Regions from separate parts of the Sus scrofa genome. Here region 1 is linked to region 2. Evidence: chromatin contacts called from public Hi-C data. All regions are on one chromosome and are shown on one strand. Each heading gives the region's core, a stretch centred on a gene start, on an enhancer-like site or on the middle of the called end of the contact. The rest is flanking DNA. Distances are from core to core; before and after follow the strand shown.

What was found. A called contact is a pair of places that touch in the nucleus more often than the background predicts.
Region 1: a Hi-C map of skeletal muscle shows a contact between it and region 2, with 15 times the contacts expected there. The contact joins the enhancer-like site here to the promoter of ACADS in region 2. A contact is called at or near these places in 6 of 47 Hi-C or Micro-C datasets (alveolar macrophages, mesenteric adipose tissue, psoas muscle and 1 more).

Annotation. Positions count from the first base shown.
Region 1 is chr14:41,727,112-41,730,083 of Sscrofa11.1, reverse strand. It overlaps ACACB (acetyl-CoA carboxylase beta), which reads left to right. Exons shown (of 57, transcript NM_001206399.1): 2 at 882-1,093. Among named protein-coding and RNA genes, the nearest start is that of ACACB, 11 kb to the left of the region's middle. Within about 2 kb of position 1,408, at least 16 of the 83 cell types and tissues checked have an H3K27ac peak or open chromatin away from gene starts, as enhancers often do. A contact at or near this core is called in skeletal muscle, where this site is marked.
Region 2 is chr14:40,641,421-40,644,186 of Sscrofa11.1, reverse strand. ACADS (acyl-CoA dehydrogenase, C-2 to C-3 short chain) reads right to left here and starts at 1,272. Exons shown (of 10, transcript NM_213898.1): 1 at 1,223-1,272. The coding sequence starts at 1,268.

The DNA.
Region 1 (2,972 bases), core at 159-2,658, 1.1 Mb before region 2:
TTAGTTCCTTAGGGGAGTGGATGCAGCAGAGATTTAAAAACAAACCTGGAGTTCCCGTCATGGCTCAGTGGTTAACGAATACGACTATGAACCATGAGGTTGCAGATTTGATCCCTGGCCTTGCTCCGTGGGTTAAGGATCTGGCGTTGCTATGGGCTGTGGTGTGGGTTGCAGACGTGGCTCGGATCCTGCGTTGCTGTGGCTCTGGCGTAGGCCGGTGGCTACAGCTCCAATTCGACCCCTAGCCTGGGAATCTCCATATGTGGTGGCGGCAGCCCAAGAAATGGCAAAAATACAATAAATAAATAAATAAATAAATAAAAACCTGTAGCTCAAAGAAACCAGGCCGTCCGTCCTGACAGTCACTTCTCGGGTCTGCTGACTTAGGATCTTGCTCAGGCCTCATGGAGGGAAATTCTGCACACAGAGTGGGAGGGCACGATGATAAGGAGTGTGGGCTTTAAAGTGAGGCCACTGGATCCCAAAACTGTGAATTGGGGGAGTGATGGAGCCTATGAAAGTGGAGGAAGGGAGTTCCATCGTGGCTCAGTGGTTAACGAATCTGACTAGGAACCGTGAGGTTGTGGGTTTGATCCCTGACCTTGCTCAGTGGGTTAAGGATCCGGCATTGCCATCAGCTGTGGTGTAGGTCTCAGACGTGGCTCGGATCCTATGTTGTTGTGGCTATGGTGTACACCGGTAGCTACAGCTCCAATTAGACCCCCTAGCCTGGGAACCTCCATATGCCATGGCAGCGGCCCCAGAAAAGGTTAAAAAAAAAAAAGTGGAGGAAGAAGTGGTACCTTTTGCAGAGGGCTACAGGGAGAAGTTGATCATGTGTGTGAAGCTCTTAGCACAGTGGCTGTGTCTTATATTTGCAGATGACAGATTAAGAGTGTGCTGTACACCTGACTCGGGAGAAAACTCATTGGTATCTGGCATGGGCTGGTCCAGGCTCCTCCCCCATGGCATGGTGCATCATACCAGCCTCTGGCTGAAAGGTGACACTCCCCGGGCCCACTTCCCTTAGTCACCCTGTGGGTGCCTGTCAGACTACACGAGAATGGAGCTGGTGGCCCCATCTGCAGTGACCGTAAGTGGCAGCGAGTGCTCGGGGTTCATCTGGGTGGGAGGAAAAATCCAGTGTACAACAGGGTGGCTGGTATTCCCGCTGACATTCTGTCCTCTCTGTCCTTCAAAAGGCCAGCCAGGTATGGAGGCCGTGTTGAGGGGTTGGGGCTGGAAAACAAACTCATGACCCCTCCCTCCCTCTCCAGCCCTTGCTTGGCGGCCAGCCAGCACCTGCTGGAAGCGAGTGGTTTCCTGCCTTCGTTATGACCAGGGCCACGACTGCCCTGGCACCAGGCAGCTGTTGCTTGAGTTTGGTTTGCAAGAAATAAAAATAGCTTTGGCCCTCGCTGGGTTTTCGGGTCAGCTGGGTTGTTTCAGTGAAGGGCAGCCGCTCGGCACAGCATGTCCGCAAGGGTTCATTGGAAGGACTCCAGGGGTTGTGGACTTGAACAACATGCACCGATGTTGGAGGCTTGCCAGATATGCATGTATACAAGCCATAGTGAGCCAAAGAAACTAGATGGCACTTGAAGAATAACGCTAATCTAGGCTTACAAAATATATAAGACTTTCCCAGACCTCTGGGGGAAGGGGAGTGAGACGGGAAATGTACATCATATGAGTGGCTGCTTGAAAGCAAGTTGCCAAATACTCCAGATGTCATTGACGGAAAGACATTGATATTCTTGTTCTCATGACCAGAACCCTAAGGGAGTTGGAGGAAAGGGCGTAAGAGCCTTAAGCCTAAACAATATAAAATTTCTCTGGAGGGTTAATCATTTATAGCATCAATAAATACAAAGGGTCTGTGCCTTGCATGTCTATAGCCTTGATCAGTAACATTGTAAATGCCATATGTGATTCTGTACGTATAAGGAAGTAGAAAATAGCAAATAAGAATCATGACTTGGCTCAGAGAGTTGCTGTTGCCTCTCGAAGGCGGTAGCCCCCTGATCCCCACTCTATTTCTTTGTCTCTTCTTAAATCTGCGGCACCGCTGACTTTGGGACCTGGGTTGATGAGCAGGTCTCATCACACCGAGCTCCTTCTAGACTGTATGCACGTCTGGCGCAGTTAAGTACACTTGGCCCTGTAGCTCCCCTGGTCCAGGTACACAGCCAGGTGTTGCTTGTAGCAACATGGTAACACCCTCCGCTTCATGGAATTTATTTATATCCACTCTTGGTGGCGGGACAGTGGAAAAGGAATGAGCGTTGGGCTTGGATTTGAGCAAAGGCAAGGAACCAAGCTTCTTTGAGCTGCAGTTTACCAAACTGTAAAATGGTACTGAAAACAAGACCACTGCAATCGTAACATCCATTAAGTTGTTCTGAGGATTGGAAGCTGGAAGGCAGTGCACTTGCTTGATGGTTTCTGTAGATGTAAATGCTATAAAGGTTTTGTGTGTGTGTGGAAATGGATGGTTTTCAGTTTATTTTATAGTTTATCTTGGAGTAGAGTTGATTTGCAATGTTGTGTTAGTTTCAGGTGTATAGCAATGTGATTCAGTTATATATATGTGTGTGTGTGTGTACTGATTCTTTTTCAGATTCTTTTCCCATAAAGTCTACTCCAGAATGTTGAGTTCCCTGTATTATGCAATAGGTCCTGTTGTCTATTTTGTATACAGTAGTGTGCATATATTAATCCCACACTCTTAATTTATCCCTTTCTCCCGCCTTTCCCTTTGTAACCATAGTTTTGTTTTCTGAGTCTCTGAATCTGTTTCTGTTTTGTAAACAAGTTCCTTTGTATCTTTTTTTAGATTCCACATATAAGTGATATCATATGATATTTGTCTCTGTCTGATCTACTTCGCTTAGTATGATGATCTCTAGGTCCATCCATGTTGCCGCAAATGGCACAATTTCATTCCTTTTTATGGCTGAGAAGTATTCCAT
Region 2 (2,766 bases), core at 23-2,522:
CCATGAGAATCCGGGTTCGATCCCTGGCCTCACTCAGTGGGTTAAGGTTCCGGTGTTGCCATGAGCTGAGGTGTAGGTCGCAGAGAAGGCTCAGATCCCCCGTTGCTGTGGCTGTGGCTGTGGCCAGCAGCTGCAGCTCCAATTTGACTCCTAGCCTGGGAACTTCCATGTGCCACAAGTGTGGCTCTAAAAACACAAATAATAATAAGGATCCACTAACTGGGTGGTTCTCCAACACAGACGATATTCTCCCCCAATAGCAGAGTAGAATGCTATTGGTATGGAGTGTCTAGAGGCCAGAAACACTGCTTAACACTGTACAGGACAGATACTACAACAAAGAATTATGGGCTCCAAATATCAATAGCACTGCTGTTGAGAAATGAACTGAATGTTTACTCTGCTTACTAAACACTTTGTACAACCATCCGACTCAGTTGTCAATACAACACCAATAATAAGAGCACAGCTCTGTGACCTGAGGCAAGGATCTTAACCTCACTGAGCCTGGGTTTTTCTAAAATGCAGAAGAAAACAGCATTCAGCTCCTGGGCTGGGAGGGCAAAGAGTCACTAACTATAGCACTCAGCACAGGCTCTGGCAGAGACAGCTCTCAATGAGGGTTCCCTTTATTGTTTGTATTTGGGGTAAGTGGGTCTTGACCAGGCTAAGGAAGCCCTGGCCACAAGTGTCACTGCTGCCACTGCTGGAGAGAAATGAAAATATGGGAAAGGTACTGCATGAAATCATCAACGAGCGCTAATACTTACTGAGCACCTGTAATATGCCAGCACTGTACTAGTGTTTTACCTACTCTGGGATTTAATCCTTATAACAGCCCTATGAGAATAACAGTAATACACTGGCCATTTTAGACATGGGGCAGCTGAGGCTGACAGGGGCTGAGCGTCTGCCAAAGGTCACATATTCAGAGTCTGGGTTCAATTCCAGGCCTGGCTTCTAAAGAAGGGCGCACCTTCAAGCTCCGCGGAGGGTCAACGAGGGAAAGGGGATGTGGATGCAGCGGTGGGAATTGGGATAGCGGTCAGAGAAGGGGTGAGGTTACGCAGGCGCGAGGAGCAGCCTAACTGGGGCAAAGGCCGCGCGCAACCAGAGGAGAATCACCCGCAGGCCGCAGGGGAGAACAGATCGCCGGGACGCAAGCCCGACGGCGGACAGGGTCGCGGTCCCTCCCCACTGTGTGGAGGCGGATTGCACTCACCTCCGCGGACAGGGCCGCAGGCTCGGGCGAGCAGCGCGGCAGCCATGAAGGACTGAGACCGGAGTCAGGTGACAATACTGCACTGCTACCCGGAGACCTCTCAACAGTGAGCAAGGTTCCGGGTCGCGGGGGGCGGGGCCGGCGCGAGCCAAAGGCCACGCCCCTCAGGCATCGGGGGCGGGTCCTCCCGAGTCCCGCCTCCCTCCCAGGAGCTAAAATTTAACTGTCCCGCTTTCGGAGTGCACTCAGGATTTTTAAACTCTTCGAGGGTGGGCTGATCTCTCCTAAAATCCAGTTTAGCTGAGTGAGATGCCCTCTGGGGCCTATGCCCTCTACTTCCCCGACTCCGCGCCCACCACGCACTTGCTATCCTTGCTCCAACCTCACGCAGTAAAAATGTCTGTAAAGCCCCAGGCTAGCATTATGGTTCGGCTATGTAGGCGTTCATAGTTAGTGTTTGCGAGGCAGAATATCATAGAGGATGTTAAGCCGTGGCCAGTTATTAGAGCTGTTGCTCCTATAAAGCTTCATGGGGTTTGGATTAGGATTGCTGCAATTACAAGTGCTATATGACTTAACTGATGAGAAAGCGACTAGGGATTTCAAGTCGGTTTGGTGTAAGCAGGTTGAGCTGGTTATGATTATGCCTCAAAGGGAGAGTATTAAAAATGGTAGGCTGGAGTTCCCATCGTGGCACAGTGATTAACGAATCCGACTAGGAACCATGAGGTTGCAGGTTCGATCCCTGGTCTTGCTCAGTGGGTTAAGGATCTGGGATTGCCATGAGCTGTGGTATAGGTTGCAGACGCAGCTCAGATCCTGTGTTGCTGTGGCTCTGGCATAGGCTGGCGGCTACAGCTCCGATTAGACCCCTAGCCTGGGACCTCCATATGCCGCAGGAGTGGCCCAAGAAATGGCAAAAAGACAATAAAAAAAAAAAAAAAAAGGTAGGCTATAAAGTTTGTTAGTGGGTTAAGAATGGTGGTTACCTGCAGTATGTAGTAGCCTCCCAGTTTTAGCAGGACAGCTGCAGGTACTATTGAGCCTACTCATGGGGCAGCTCCAGCACCTCTGTCAGGTTCCTGCCTCTGGCCTTTTGCAGTCATCCTTCCCTCAGCTAGAGCGCTCCTTCCCTTCATCACTCACTGAGACCTCCCCTGACTTCGGGATGCCAGTGTTTCCTCCCACACACTCTCCATCCCATTATTGTATTTATTCCTGGTAGGTAGCACCCGAAATCTTATCAAATCCCCGCCTATTCTTGTGCCAAGAGGTTGCAAGGGAGTTGGGTTGCTGGGAGGAAGATTTCTTTCCCTCAAAGGGCATGAAGGTAGGGTGGCACTGCTGCTTCCCTGTCCTGGTATGGTCTCACTCCTACCTGTGGGGCAGAGGCCCCTCGGGAACAGGGGTCACTGTGCTCTTGTGCCCTGCCTTTGGTCCTTAGCATCCACCATGGACATCTTCACCCTGCCCAAGAAACTGGCAATTTCACTTGTCCAGCAAAGGTTTCCATTGTCACAGGTATAAGTCAGACTTCCAAGGCT